Linked DNA regions of Mus musculus: all the other regions are linked to region 2. Evidence: chromatin contacts called from public HiChIP or PLAC-seq data. All regions are on one chromosome and are shown on one strand. The core of a region is the stretch at or near the end of the contact, and the rest is flanking DNA. Distances in the headings are between cores, read along the strand shown.

The links. HiChIP or PLAC-seq counts read pairs in DNA pulled down with a chosen protein or histone mark.
Region 1: a contact with region 2 is called in a BATF HiChIP or PLAC-seq map of CD8 T cells, with 5 read pairs. The contact joins two enhancer-like sites. A contact is called at or near these places in 3 of 39 promoter capture datasets (the C10 cell line, liver and pre-B cells), 4 of 115 datasets of contacts at active chromatin or transcription factors (CD8 T cells, bone marrow-derived macrophages and embryonic stem cells) and 2 of 9 other capture datasets (adipose tissue and liver).
Region 3: a contact with region 2 is called in a BATF HiChIP or PLAC-seq map of CD8 T cells, with 6 read pairs. The contact joins two enhancer-like sites. A contact is called at or near these places in 6 of 39 promoter capture datasets (the C10 cell line, the HPC-7 cell line, cranial neural crest and 3 more), 3 of 15 datasets of contacts at CTCF or cohesin (CD8 T cells, embryonic stem cells and large pre-B cells), 13 of 484 Hi-C or Micro-C datasets (ECoMG myeloid progenitors, the MNK3 cell line, Th1 cells and 5 more), 8 of 115 datasets of contacts at active chromatin or transcription factors (CD8 T cells, the HPC-7 cell line, T-cell acute lymphoblastic leukemia and 3 more) and 4 of 9 other capture datasets (adipose tissue, liver, macrophages and 1 more).

Annotation. Positions count from the first base shown.
Region 1 is chr4:145,251,611-145,256,496 of GRCm38.p6, reverse strand. All of the region lies in intron 2 of Gm36233 (a long non-coding RNA gene), which reads left to right. Among named protein-coding and RNA genes, the nearest start is that of Tnfrsf1b, 7.2 kb to the right of the region's middle. Within about 2 kb of position 1,941, at least 139 of the 459 cell types and tissues checked have an H3K27ac peak or open chromatin away from gene starts, as enhancers often do. A contact at or near this core is called in CD8 T cells, where this site is marked.
Region 2 is chr4:145,175,847-145,180,579 of GRCm38.p6, reverse strand. It overlaps Vps13d (vacuolar protein sorting 13D), which reads left to right. Exons shown (of 70, transcript NM_001276465.1): 4 at 2,201-2,391; 5 at 2,485-2,568. Among named protein-coding and RNA genes, the nearest start is that of Vps13d, 17 kb to the left of the region's middle. Within about 2 kb of position 3,144, at least 19 of the 459 cell types and tissues checked have an H3K27ac peak or open chromatin away from gene starts, as enhancers often do. A contact at or near this core is called in CD8 T cells and Th1 cells, where this site is marked.
Region 3 is chr4:145,298,383-145,302,869 of GRCm38.p6, reverse strand. Tnfrsf8 (tumor necrosis factor receptor superfamily, member 8) reads left to right here. Exons shown (of 13, transcript NM_009401.3): 3 at 4,020-4,136. Among named protein-coding and RNA genes, the nearest start is that of Tnfrsf8, 15 kb to the left of the region's middle. Within about 2 kb of position 2,554, at least 89 of the 459 cell types and tissues checked have an H3K27ac peak or open chromatin away from gene starts, as enhancers often do. A contact at or near this core is called in CD8 T cells and Th1 cells, where this site is marked.

The DNA.
Region 1 (4,886 bases), core at 692-3,191, 77 kb before region 2:
GGCAGAGTATGGCAGAAAGTGCCTTTACATGCAGAATCATTTCACTAGCCAGGAACCCTCAGCTGGTGTTTGGGAAATTGTTGGGGGGGGCATTGAAAGGGCGATGGAGCATACATCCGTGTGTGCACGTACAGGTGACAGATGAAGACATAAGGTGTCCTGCTTTGTCACTCTCTGCCTTCTTCCCTTGAGACAGGATCTCTCACCAAATCTGTAGCTAGGTTGGCAGCCAGCAAGCCTAAGAACTACTAATGTCTCGGCTATGTACAGCACCAGGGTTACCAGAATGTATGACCAAACCTGTTTTCTTATGTAGGTGCTGGAGACTTGAACTCAAGTCTTCATGCTTGTGCAGCAAGCACTCTTACGAAGTAAGCCCTCTCATCAGCTATTATCATTATTATTATTATTTTGCTGGGGAGGCAATCTTCCCTTAAGCCAATTATGAAAAAGAGTAGCAAACAAAGAGAATTCACCGTGTCTACTAAACATTCTTCGAGGGTCTACCAACAACAATGTGGAACAGGTCTAGAAATAACAAGACTGAAAGAGGAGACGAGCTCTTCTAGCAACTGACCCACATACTTGCAACAAATGATGGAAGAATGGAGTGCTTGTTTGGCAGTATAAGAAAGGCAGGCAGACAGAAATTGGGTAAAAATTGGAAATAAAATTGGGTCTTTACACCATATATATTGCATGTACTTCAGATCTTTGATTGGCCCAGCTAGAATTATTAAGCCAACAAACAGAAAAGAAAAACAAAAGCATCTTCATGACCTCCATGTAAGGAAGGTCCTTTCAACTATGATCTAATGGAGAATATTGATGGATTTTTGTTACATTAAAATTAAGGAATTGGTTTTTTTGTTTTGTTTTGTTTGTTTTTATTTTTGTTTTTGTTTTTTCGCCTGGCCATGGTGGTGCAAGCGTTTAACCCTAGCACTCAGGAGTCAGAGGCAGGTAGCTCTTTGAGTTGGAGGCCAGCGAGGTCCACAGAGCGAGTTCTAGGACAGTCAGGGCTACACAAGGAAACCCTGTCTCAAAAAACAACACACACACACACAAAATGCACAAAATAAAACACACACACACACATGCATGTATACACACACACACACAAAATGCACAAAATAAAACACACACACACACACATGCATGTATACACACACACACACAAAATGCACAAAATAAAACACACGCACACATGCATGTATACACACACACACACACCAACAATCGACTTTTTTTTTTTTTTTTTTTGGTTTTTTGAGACATGATTTCTCTGTCTACCTCTGGCTGTCCTGGAACTCACTTTGTATTTGTAGACCAGTCAACCAGGGACTTTTTAAATAGACCTTTAAAAATGTTTTTTAAAATTACATGTATGTATGTATGTATGTATGTATGTATGTATGTATGTATGTATGATTTAGACTGGTGTATGTGTTGGGGTGGGGAGTAAGGAGACATGTACATGAACAACTTTCAGGAGTTTTAGAATCACAGTCTTTCCACACCGTGATTCCTGGCGATCCAATTTAGACTGTGAGGCTTAGTGGCACAAACCTTTTACTTCTGGAGCGGTCCAATTAAGGAATGTTTAAACAATGAGGGGAAAGCCCGAATAAAGACAGCAACCATATACCAGAATGGAGGAGGTCTTTATGATATCTGAAAAATGACGAGGGATAAATATCTAGAAGATACAAAGAATTAGAGCAGCTCTACAAGAAGACAGGAAATAATAACGATCGGATGAAAGGATGTTGAAAAGCAGTTCACAGAAGGGGAAACCCGAATGACTCAGCAGCAGCGAAGAGGTGCTTAGACCCACGAACTTCAGAGAAATGCAAATGAGGTACCAGCCGGTTCCACTCCACACCCACCGCACTGGCCCGAGTCAGAAAGCTGGCTAGTGGGGAGTTCAGGGGAAAACGTGCCAAAATAGGAACTCTCTGGCCCTGCTGGTAGGGTGTGACTGCGTGGGCGGCACAGAGGAATCGGGCAGTGTTAGGGAAATAAATACACATGTACCCAGTAGCTTGTGATCCACAGCCTACTCCTGAGACACTGAAACACCCATAAGCCACACCTGATTTACTTACAAGAACGTATAGATTGCAGCAGTAAGGATCCTATTTGGGGTGGGATGGGGAACAGGGTTTGAGAGAAAATAGACTTGGGGGGAGTGCATATTTAACATATTTACCATAGCTCAGTGGTAGAGTGCATATTTAACATGGAGGAGCCTGGAGCTCAAGTTAAACACACAGAGAGGCAGAGAGAGTCAAAAAGAGAAATAGGGGAGAGAGGGTAGGAAGAGCATTGCTTGGCAAGACCCAAATAATACAATTCATTCTACCCTCTAGACCTGAGATTCAATGAGCAAGTGATCAAGAGAATATGAAAGAAATTGTGCTCAGACCAGCCACAGATTTAGGAACACAAGAAAACACACCAGAGGGCAGTGAGGCCATTTATAGAGTAAGGCAGGGAAACTGAGGCCAGAATCGATAGTATGTAAGGGTGGGGGTAGCCATTGCTTGTCTTAGAGTCTGTACCTGGAAACCTATGGCCCACGGATGGGACCACCATCTCCCTGTGTCCCTCGTAGACAGAGGGAGAGACAAGCAAGATGTGGAGGGGCAGAGGGCATAGGTGGTTTGTAGAGACCCAGAAAAGATGGGGAGAAAGAAATGGGTGTGGAGTTAGAGGAGTGAGGGCAGGAAGGCTGGTCCTGGGAAGGGCTGTCTTAGAAGTCAGGTGAGAGAGGCCAGGCTGGAGAGGGGAGCCAGGAAGTGATGCAGAATTGAGAGCATTCTGGAGTGATGCAGAATTGATAAAGGAGGGAGAGCTGGAGGTGTGACTCAGGTCCTTTCCTTGAGTTTACAGAGCCTGGGTCTAGTCCAAGCACCAGAAAAATAAATGAATGAATGAATGAATGAATGAATGAATGAATGAATGAATGAATGAATGAATAGATAAATAAATAGAGAGACAGAGACAGAGAGAGAGTGGAGATATAACTTAGTGATATCAGGCATGCCAGCACTCATGTAGTCCTGGCTCCCATCCCTAACATGGTATGAATGGACACCTGGTAAGCACCTATAATCCCAGCACCAAGGAGCGGAGGCAGAAGCATGGGATTCCAAGGTCATCCTTAGCTATACAATAAGCTTCAGGCCAGCCTGGGCTGCATAAGACATTGTCCCAAAAAGGAAGCTTAAAGACTGGAGAAATGGCTTAGCCGTTAAGAGTGCTGGCTGCTCTTCCAGAGGTCCTGAGTTCAATTTGTTCAATTCCCAGCATCCACACGGCAGCTCACAACTGTCTGTAACTCTAGTTGCAGGGGATCCTACACCCTCACACAGACATAAATTCAGGCAAAACACCAATGAACATGAAATAAAGATAAAGAATACATTAAAAAAAACGAAATTTTTAAAAATTTAAAAGAGAAGGGGGAAAGGAGAAAAGAATAGTTATAAGAGGAAATGCAGAAATGAAACGACACTGCAGATGTGGCCCTGCGAGTCTAGAGTTCGCTGTACAGGACCCGGTGAAAATGAAAAAACGCACACCACCTCTCTCCAGCAGCCCTACTCTCTATCTAGGTTCACCACCTAGGGAAACTGTCTTCTGTGCCTTTGACAAGACTGTGTTTGGCAACACAAGAGATGGAGCATTGGGGATATTCCCCAAATATCCACAAAAGAGGAACAGGGTGGGGAAAGGGATAGACCTTGGGGCAAGTACACAACTCCACACAGCAAGTGAAAGGGAAATAAGTTAGAACCGAACTCAGCAACGAGTGAATGTTCCTGTCTCAAAGACAGCGCTGTCTACAGGCAAGACCATGCTCCTGCTGTTTGGGTTGTATGGGTGAAAATGCATGCATATGAAACACAGTCTCCCTTCAGCATCTCCTGGAAATAGCTCCTGGAGCCCCTTCTAACAGATATTCAAACCCATGGATGCTCACATTCAGGATCCCTGCTTTTCAGTATTACCTAAACCATACATGCTCTAGTTACCTTAATGTGAAAAAGTGTAAAGCTTTTGGGTAACACACACTTTTGCTTGTAGACTTTGAGCCATCTTTATATGGTACTTCTAATACCTTTATGAGTTTAGAGCATAAACAATAATGTTGAGAAAAAAAGTCTGTATATGTTCAATACGCACACTCAATGTATTTTTCTTGTTTGCTTCCTAGAACATGTCTGATCCCTTTTACTGTTGAGTAAACCGTAGGATATGGAGCCCACAGATCTGAGGCCTCCCTGAAATCCTCTGTGTTATTTTTCATACTAAGGCAGAAAATAGTCTAGAGAAACGTCAAACTCAAAGCAGTTGTCCTTGGGAAGAAATTGCATGAGTGAGAACTGTAGCTTAGAGGCAAAGACATCTAGTTTAATGATAAAGTGAAAGAGTGTGGAATAAGGGGCTGGAGAGATGTCTTAGCGTTTGTTAAGAGTGTTTGCCACTCATTCAATTCAAAGGACTCGAGTTCAGTTCCTAGCACCTATAACATTAGCCTTAGAGGGATGTGTGGGCGCACTCGTGCACATGCGCATGTATATGTATATGTGTCTATGTATGTGTATGTGTGTGTGAATGTGTATTTGAATGTGTGTCGGGGATGTAGAGGTCCAAGGTGGATATAGGATGAGTTTTCTGCAGCCATTCTTCACTGGATTGGACTATCTGGCTAGCTAGCTTGCCTCAGGGCTCTGTTGTTTCCACCTCTCACATGCTGGGAGAACAAATTGGCTACCACACCCACACAGCATCTGGTGAGTTCTGGGGATCAGGGTTCTAGTGTTCAAGCTCTTGGGGAAAACACTTTACCCATTGAACTCTGTCTGTCTATCTATTTA
Region 2 (4,733 bases), core at 1,895-4,394:
ATGTCTTTGCACCAGCTAAGACCCTGACAGATTGGAATCTGAAAACTTGAAGAATGCTGACACTGGTTACTTCTAGAAAAAGAGTCTTCGAACATTGAAGGATTAAGAGAAACTCTTTGGGGGAAAATTGATCGTTTTCTAATATTTGTGAAAATCCAATTCTTTATGTCTTTTGTATTAGCAAACTCGACCTTGTTTTTTACAAAAAGTAAGATGTGTGAAGTTCTATTTTGCTGTCAGACTGCTTCATATCCTCTTGCAAACTCATTCAGTACTTGCCACTGTGGCTAGGCATAGCAGAGCGTGCCTATAACCCAGCATCAGGGAAGGAGAAGGAAGGTCAGGCATTCAAGCCCAACGCAGTATGACCTTGTCTCAAACAAACCAAACAAATAACTGCCACTTTGTATTAATTCAAATTGGCATCTAAGCTTGGTTATATATGTCATATTTTCCTAGAGAAAACTAATTTTTCATGATTTTTTTTTTGTAAAATAATAAAAATTTTCTCCTGCCCCTATGGTGCTAATTGAACCTAGAGCCTTGTACATTCAGAACAAGTATTCTATCACTGAGCTTCATTCTCAGTCACCCATATTCTTAATTTGCTCTTGGACTAGACAGTCAGTCATTTAATATTTTATCATTAGAAATACCACTATGAAGACAGGGGCTATAGCCCAGTGTAGAGGACGTGCTGAGCAAGCATGGATATATGAGGGCCTTGGGTCTTTCCTCAGAGCCACACACAAAGGAAAACACTGTTCTCAATGCTCTACTGTTACCTTGCTTTTTGTGAGACTCTGTCTCACTATGTAGCCCTGGCTAGCCTGGTGCTCACTATATAGATTAGGCTGGCTTGAAATACATTATGTTACCAGGCTGGCTTCAAACTCACAGAGATCTTCCTATCTCTGCCTCCCAAGTGCTGGGATTAAAGGCATGTGATACCATGTTCAGTGAGATGTCTTTTATTACACAGAGTTTAAGGGCTTGGCTAAAATGGAAGAAGTTGGGAAGTAAGTAGGGAAGCTACCTACAGGCGAGGTAGCTCTGAGCCCAAGTTCTTGTGAGCATTAGGTTTCTTTATCCATATACTGTGTTGTCCATTTTAGTTTACAGTGGGTATGTTTGGTAGATATGTAAGCGCGAAAACTCCTAACAAATACTCATCAACCAGCCAATTATTAAGTGATGAGTTCTGTGACCAGGGTCTGTGTAGGTGAGTACGGTAGGAAGAAAGATACCTCTTAGAAATTCAAGATGTGGTCCAGTTGGAAGAGTGTTTCCATAATAGGTAATCCATATTTGATATGAAAAATCTCACTGGGTATTTTCCAGTTTAATTCATTGTATCTGGTTGTCTTGGTTATGGTTTTACTGCTGTGAACAGACATTATGACCAAGGCAGCTCTTATCAGGACAACATTTAATTGGGGCTGGCTTACAGGTTTCAAGGTTCAGTCCATTATCATCAAGGCAGGAGCATGGCAGTGTTTAGGCAGGCATGGTGCAAGAGGAGCTGAGAGTTCTACATCTTTATCTGAAGGCTGTTAGCAGAATACTGGCTTCCAGACAGCTAGGATGAGAGTTTCAAAACCCATACGCACAAAGACATACCTACTCCAACAGGGCTACACCTTCTAATTGTGCCTGCCACTCCCTGGGTTGAGCATAAACAAACCAATACATTGGTTCTATTTAATTAAGTACTTTATTTTAAAGTGGCTCTTACAGATCTACCCTAACACTTGTTTCACATATGTAGGAACCTGAATGGATAGCTTTCAACTCGGTTTGTGATCCAGGCTGGCTTTAACTTGCCATCCCTGCCTTAGCCACCTTAGTGCTGGGATTAGAGACATGCACCACCATACCTGGCTTGCTGTTTTGTGATTGTTCTTTTTTTTTTTTCTTCCTTCTGGTACTGGGGATGGGATCCAGGGCTTTGCACTTCCAAGTTCTACCAGAGCTAAATGTCATACTCCAAGGTATTGCTCCTGCTGGCCTTGGACTGGGGATCCTCCTGTCTCTGTCTCTTCAGCATTTCCTAAATGCACCACCACACTTGTCAGTTTTTGATTTTTTAACAAAATAAATAATGGTAAAAGCAATCTGTGTGCCTTACGGGGAGGTAGAAATACTTTGAGAAAGCTGAGAAATGTGCAGGTGTCTGATGAGAGGATCCTTCTCCTTCCAGGCTTGATTGGGAAAGTGACCCTCCAGATTCCTTTTTACCGCCCCCATGTGGACCCTTGGGTGATCTCCATCTCTGGCCTCCACGTAATCGGTGGCCCTGAGAAAATCCAGGACTTCAATGATGAGAAGGAGAAGCTACTGGAGAGGGAGCGTAAGAAAGCGCTGCTTCAGGCCCTGGAGGAGAGATGGAAGGCAAGGCATAGAGCCTCTGTGCTTTAGGGGCTCCTGTGACATCCCCAACGGTGAAGCACTGGCCTCTGCTGACACTGGCTCTTTCCCTTGCAGAGTGAGCGGCGGCAGCAGAAGGGAGAACCATATTGGTATTCAGTCACTGCATCAGTTGTCACGAGAATCGTGGAGAATATCGAGGTGAGTCCTGTCACCTTTATGAGGGCGCATTAAGGGTTTCTGAGGTTTCGATGTGTTTTCGCTTCTGAGTTGCTCGTTTCTTGTGGGTTTAGCTGGTGCAGTGTTGGGGGCTGGCTGTTCAGGTGTGCCTTTTTAGAGGTTGTTGCCAAAGGGAAAAACTGAAAAGCAAGTTCTGGCCTGTGAGGTCGACACAGGTCTTTCTTGCTTTAGCTGGTGTGAGTAGGCGTTTTCCTTTTCACTCCCCCTCCCCTTACTTACCACACTTTCTTTTTGAATGTTGGAATCGCACTTGCTAAAGGATTTCTTACCTCAGAAGCCAGGTTACATAGGTCTGAATGACTGGTTTCAGGGCAAATCGTCTAACCTCTCTGGTCATAGTTTTTTCATCTGCAAAATGAGAGAGGTGGGGTCCCCACTGCCTAGTGTGTGAACTGTGACCTCCCACTGATGTATCTTGCTGAGTTTAATGGGCTGTCGTGCAGTGGCCACTTGTTTGACCATTACGAGTGGGATCAGGGGATGAGTCCTCATTCAGTGTCACAAAGCAACCATACTTACAGACTCTAGACTCTCTTGCAGTGTCAAGGCAACCCAGACCAAGTGTGCTTAGTGTGTGTCATGCTTCCCAAAAGTATGACCTGAGGTTGTTAGTTTCATAACTTGGATGAAAAGATTGGTATACTTGGGGGCACCCATTTAAGAAAAAAAGGTTGTTATTATAATGTAGTAATATTTTTGGGCATATGTGCACAATGCTTTATGTGCAGGCGTGTACATATTTTCTACAACAAAGGATTTTTTTGCATTTATTTATTTACCGGGGTGGGCGGGGGTGGGGTGGGGTGGGGAGGAGATAGGGACACATGTGGAAGTAAGAAGATTCCTTGTGGCATTTGGTTCTCTTTTATTCTGTGGGTCCTGGGGATCAAACTCAGGTCATCAGACTTGGTAGCCAGAACACTTGCCTGCCTAGCTTTCTGCTGGCCCCAGAAATGTCTTTCCTCAGTGGGCCACTAATCTGTAGTGTAATCACAGGAATGGTGAGGCCTCTGCTTGGGGTGTTGCTAGTTATGTGTACTCTTTTATGTAGAGAAGCCAAGTCCTGGGTTTTATATCTTTTTTGTCTCTTTTTCCTTGATGGTGCTGAGCCTTGGAGGGGGTAATGTACCTGTGCCATTTAGGGCTAAGCACCCCACCATCACTTTTTAACAAAGTTAAAGTGTGTGTGTGTGTGTGTGTGTGTGTGTGTGTGTGTATACGTGTACATTTAGAAGTTAGAGGACAGCTTGCACAATTTGGTTTTCTTCTTCTACATGACCCCTGGGGCTGGATCTCAGATCATCAGTCTTGGTGGCAAGTGCCTTTATCCACTGGGCCACCTCATTGGCCCATATTATGATTTTGCCATCAATATTAAAAATTGGTTTCCCACCCACTCTCATTCCTGGTCCTGGCATTCCCCTATACTGGGGCCTAGAGCCTTCATAGGACCAAAGGCCTCTCCTCCCATTGATGACTGACTAAGGCCATCCTCTGCTACATATATAGCTAGAGCCAGGTTGGGTTGGGGAACAGGGGGAGGGGGGAGGGAGGAGAATAGGGGATTTTCGGAGGGGGAAGTAGGAAAGGATGACATTTGAAATGTAAAAAAAGAAAATATATAATAAAAAAATTTTTACAAAAAGAATTGGTTTCCTCACATTGGCCTCAATACTGTGATGGTAATCATATTAATATAGTGATAAGTTATTGTTGTTTGACTTTCCTTTTTATTTTCCTTTTCTGTGGTGAGTGTGGTTTATGTTTGGGCATGCACACAAGTTTGTAGAATATGAAGGCCAGAACAGTGTATCAGGTGTCTTCATCTGTTGCTTTCTGCCTTATTGCTCAGGGTCTCTCCTTGAGCTACAAGCTTACTGTTTTGACTAGGCTGGTCTGATCACCAAGGTTCTGGGACCTGTCTGTCTCTGTCCTGTCAATGCTGGCCTTATAGGCAAGTGTAGCCATCCCTGTCTGGCTTTCTGTGTGGGTGCTGTAGAATTGAACTCAGATCCTCATGCTTGCAAATCAAGCATTCTTACCCACCAAATCATCTCCGTGGCCTAGTTTGTGTTTTTATGATGGCTAATGATGCTAAACGCACACTTTCTTGGCCACATATGTTT
Region 3 (4,487 bases), core at 1,305-3,804, 120 kb before region 2:
CTGCTGCCACAAGGATGCAAGACCTTCTCACCCTCCTCCTCCATCATTTTATGAGTATTTTGCCTGGATTTATGTATTGTATGCATGCAAGCTCTTGCATAGATTAAAAGAGGGTGTCAGATCCCCTGGAACTAGAGTTACAGGTGGTTATGAGCTGCCATCTGAGTGCTGGGGCTTGAAACTGGGTTCTCTTTCAAGGGAAGCAATGAACCTGCTGCCCTACCTCAGTATCAATCGAGCTGGGACTGCAGGACTATACTACCTCACCCTGACCTTTACAGTTCATGTCTGCTCCAAGCCAGCACATGTGTTCGTCCCAGGCTGCCCTGGGCTGCAACTTCTGTGGGACAGAGCTTGCCTAACCACTGCTGGCTTCCTGGAATGCTCCCCCACCCCTAGTACAGTGTGAGTTCTAGAAGAATTTCAGGAAATCCATCTGGAACAATCTTCAGGCCTGAAGATTAGAAAAGGGGTTATGAGCCTTTTTGATCCCCTGTGACTATGATCAAAAGTCTCAAGCACATGCCGGGGGTTCATTGGTGGCTGGGGTAGGAGATGCAGCTGTGGTGCTGTCTCTGAGATCCGGGAATAGACGTCTGCTTGAAAGAAACATTAGCTATGACAGTTGAGGGTGGGAGGAAGTCTCTGTCACTGGCTCAGTGTATCTGGCCCCTGCTTTTAGGACAGCATCAGAGGTAGGTCACCATGTCTGGAGGGCTTCCTGTGGGTGAGAAGTAGTAGGCCCATGTACCCAATATTAATGCTTCCCAGGCACAATGTCTGGAGGTGGGTGCAGGTAGTACTGTACAAGGTCATAGAGGATGTGACTATAGCTAGGTGAGATGCTTGGACAACTGCTTAGCCCTGTGTTCTCTGATGGAGCAGTCTTGCACGGGTTACCAGATGATGTATCTGAGAAAGAACTTAATAACGTCTATTCCCAAAAATGATTTAAAAATATTTCTGTGGACCTTGAGAGATGGCTCAGTGGTTAAGAGCACTTCCTATTCTTCCAAAGAACCCAGGTTCAGTTCCCAACAACCTCATTAGGCAGTTCACAACTGCCTGTGAACTTCAGCTCCAGGGGATCTGACACCTCTGAGGACACACATACACACACACACACACACACACACACACACACACACACACACACACACACACACACGACATACACTCATAAACACACATATACATAAAGAAAACTATTTGAGCTGGGTGGTGGTGGAGCAAGCCTTTAATCCCAGCCAGAGCCAAGTGGATTTCTGTGAGCTTGAAGCCAGCCTGATCTACAGAGTGAGTTCCAGGACAGCCAGGGCTACACAGAGAAACCCTGTCTCCCAAAACAAAACAAAACAAAACAGCCAAACAACAAGAACAAAATTAAATGTTCCTGTGATGATCCTTTGATGACAGCTTGACAGAATCCCATGTAGCCTAAGCTGCCTTTGAACTTTGTGGCAGCGGATGCTGGCCTTGAACTCCTGATCCTCTTGCTTCTTGCCCTCTCCCAGTGCTGGGATTAATTACAGGCCTGTGCTACCATACCCAGCTTCTTTTGGGTTCCTTCCTGCCCCCTACTTGCCTCCCAATCCAGCTCATTCTCTTCCCTATTCCTCTTTGGGGTCCTGCAGACCATTGCTTTCCCCTAGTTAGAAACTGGAGGACCCAAGGACAAGGTTCTGTCCTGATTAGGTTTCTGTCCAGAGCTCTTCCTGGCTTACAGTCTGACCGTACCACCTTTCCATGGTGTGTACTCCTTTTTCATAGAGACCCACTCATCCCATGGGTTTAGGGCTTCTGGTGGGCTCCTTTATCCTTAGTGAGCTCCCAAACCTCTGTCTCTCCAAATTAAAGTTAAGGGTTTCATTATAATTGGGGGTGGGGAGTGGGGCGTGTGAGCAATTCTAGTCCACAGTGGTCTCCTCCCACCTCCCCATCCTCTCATCTAGTCCTGCTCCTCATCTATTCCCTCCACCCACCCACCCACCCACCCTTCAATCCAATGGCAAGATCACTCTTGGAAGAGGTCATTTCTTCCAGCTCCTCCCGTTTTTTTTTTTTTTTTTTTTTTTTTTTTTTTTTTTTTTTTCAGGCCTCTGGTCCTTTGGTGCTGTCTGTTTCCTTTACCCCTGCGTGTCCCTTTCTGCTATCTCCATCCTATTGCAGCTCTGAGACACTACCTCTACGAGCCTTCCTTTGCTGCAAGGGACTGGCTTCCTGCATTTCTGTTCTGGTCGGTTTTTGCCCTTCTGTCCACAGAGAGGTGTGGCCACAGTGCCATGACGTTCTGAAGCCACAGTTCCAGTCAGAGAGAGAAAGACACTTGTGAGCATGACCCCCAGGTCTTAGGCTTTCTCCACTTAACAGCTGGGACTTACAGACAGGGGCTGGTCCCTCCTCTCACTTCCTCTAAGGCTCAGTGCTGAAAGTGGCTGAGCACCTCAGGTCTTTGTGGTGGGCGGGGCGTTTTGCTGGAGTTTTATTGACCCTGTGCTTCCGGACAAGCCACAGAGGAAAACCAGAAAAACCCCTTCTTCCGTGTTTTGGGGAAATTTCTGACATTTTGCCCGCCCTCTCAAATCAGCGCTCAACTATGTGGCAGGGTTTGCACGTGGGTGGGCTGGTAGAGGAAGCTGGAAAACCTTTGAATTTGAGAGGCTGAGAGGTCTTCTCCTGTCTGTCCTCACCTAGGAGGGGTGCCTTGCCACCTGCTGACAGTCACTTCCCAGTTCTCTGCTGACATACCTGTGGTGACAACTCACTGCCTGCCTCATAAAATGACCAACAGCACTTATGATTCAGGCCACTACAAAGGAGGCCTGGCTCTTTCCCCACAGTAGCACATAAACCTCATAGGAAGCCAGAGAAGGAACTTGAACACGGTCCACAATCACCTGAGCTCAACCCTGAGCTCCTTCAGCCTTCCTTGGTGTTCTGGACCCCAGGCCTTGTTCAGGGTTGGGATGGTGAAGGCCCTGGTGTCTCTCCAGCTTCTATTCATGAGTCAGAAGAACATAGGTTCACCAAATATGATCCAGGCCCTGCAACAGGAGACTCAATGATTGCTGTAAACAGAGATAGCCATCCTGAAGAGTGTGGGAGTATTTCAGGTAGATAAATTTAGATACTGAAATTTAACTCCCCAGTCGTGACGAAAGGAATATGCCACCAAGCCAGATTTCATCAATTTTAACCAGAAATTCAGTAGAAAAAGCCAGACCATCCATCTTGAAAAACGCTCAAGGGATGGGGCTTATCGGTTGGTGGTCTGATGGTCATGTGCCCATGTTGAGCCAATCACAATGGTGAGAAAGATAACACGTTCTGATTGGTCTGTTGGAGTCACATGCCTATTCTGAGGCGATGATGGAGAAAAATGAAATGTTCTGATTAGCCCACCTCGGTCATGTGCTTAACCTGTGGTGAAGCAGTGGGAAACATACGTGACTGAACAAACATGACAGGCTCTGGCAGAACAGATAGAACCTGGCAGATATCATGTACCCTTTGCCTCCGTCATCATCCTGCATCTCCTGTCCTCTAAGTTTGGGAGGAAGATTGCTGGGTGGTTCCAGGGCCTCTCAGTCAGCTTGAATCAGTATCTTCATGGCCTTAACTCCCCATAGTCCCCCCAGTTCCCTCAGAGAATCAGGACCTCTGCTGAGAGTGACAGCCAGCACTCAGACTATACTTGCTGAACTTCACCGACGCTTCACCCTTGTCCACTCTAGGAGAAACAGATCATATTGTCACTATGAGTGAGGTCGCTGCAATTGTCCATGGTCACGGATTGTCAGTTGGCAGGCCAGGAATGCCAGATCTTCCCCATTCTTGGGCTGCCTATTTGTTCCCAGTGACCTCCATCGAGGTCCATGCCTCCGTCTGTAACACAAGCATTATCTGATGCAACCGCTTAAAGCAGAGATGAATGGGATTTAGGTATGAGAAATGGAGGGTGGAAGGCCAGCCTGTTACCAAGACAACCTAGCCTAGAACTTCCCTGCTGCTTTCCCCAGGGTTGTCTCCGACACAGCCATGCCCACGGGGTCCTGCCCACTGCAGGAAGCAGTGTGCACCTGACTACTACGTCAATGAAGACGGGAAGTGCACAGCCTGCGTGACCTGTTTGCCAGGTGAGAACCTATTCTCTCTCCCTGGAACGTGTCTCTCCAGGGGTGGGGGATGCGCAGAATCTGAGAGGCAGGAAGTATCAAGATCTGATCTCCTGGTGCTTCTATTTACCTATCTGGATTTGAAGATTGATATCAGCAGCCATCTTTTGCATCCATACTTTTCAGAAAGATGCAGTGTGCTCCCTGGAGGGAGAACGGGCATCATCACAATGCCCCCATGAAGGACCCTTTTCTCAACCCATTTCTATAGTGAAGAATCTGAGGATTCATAATGTGAAGGGCCTTCCTGGAGCAGTCCGAGCAGTGCCCTGGCATCAAGAGCTGCATTCTTTCTAACAAAGAAGGTGATGC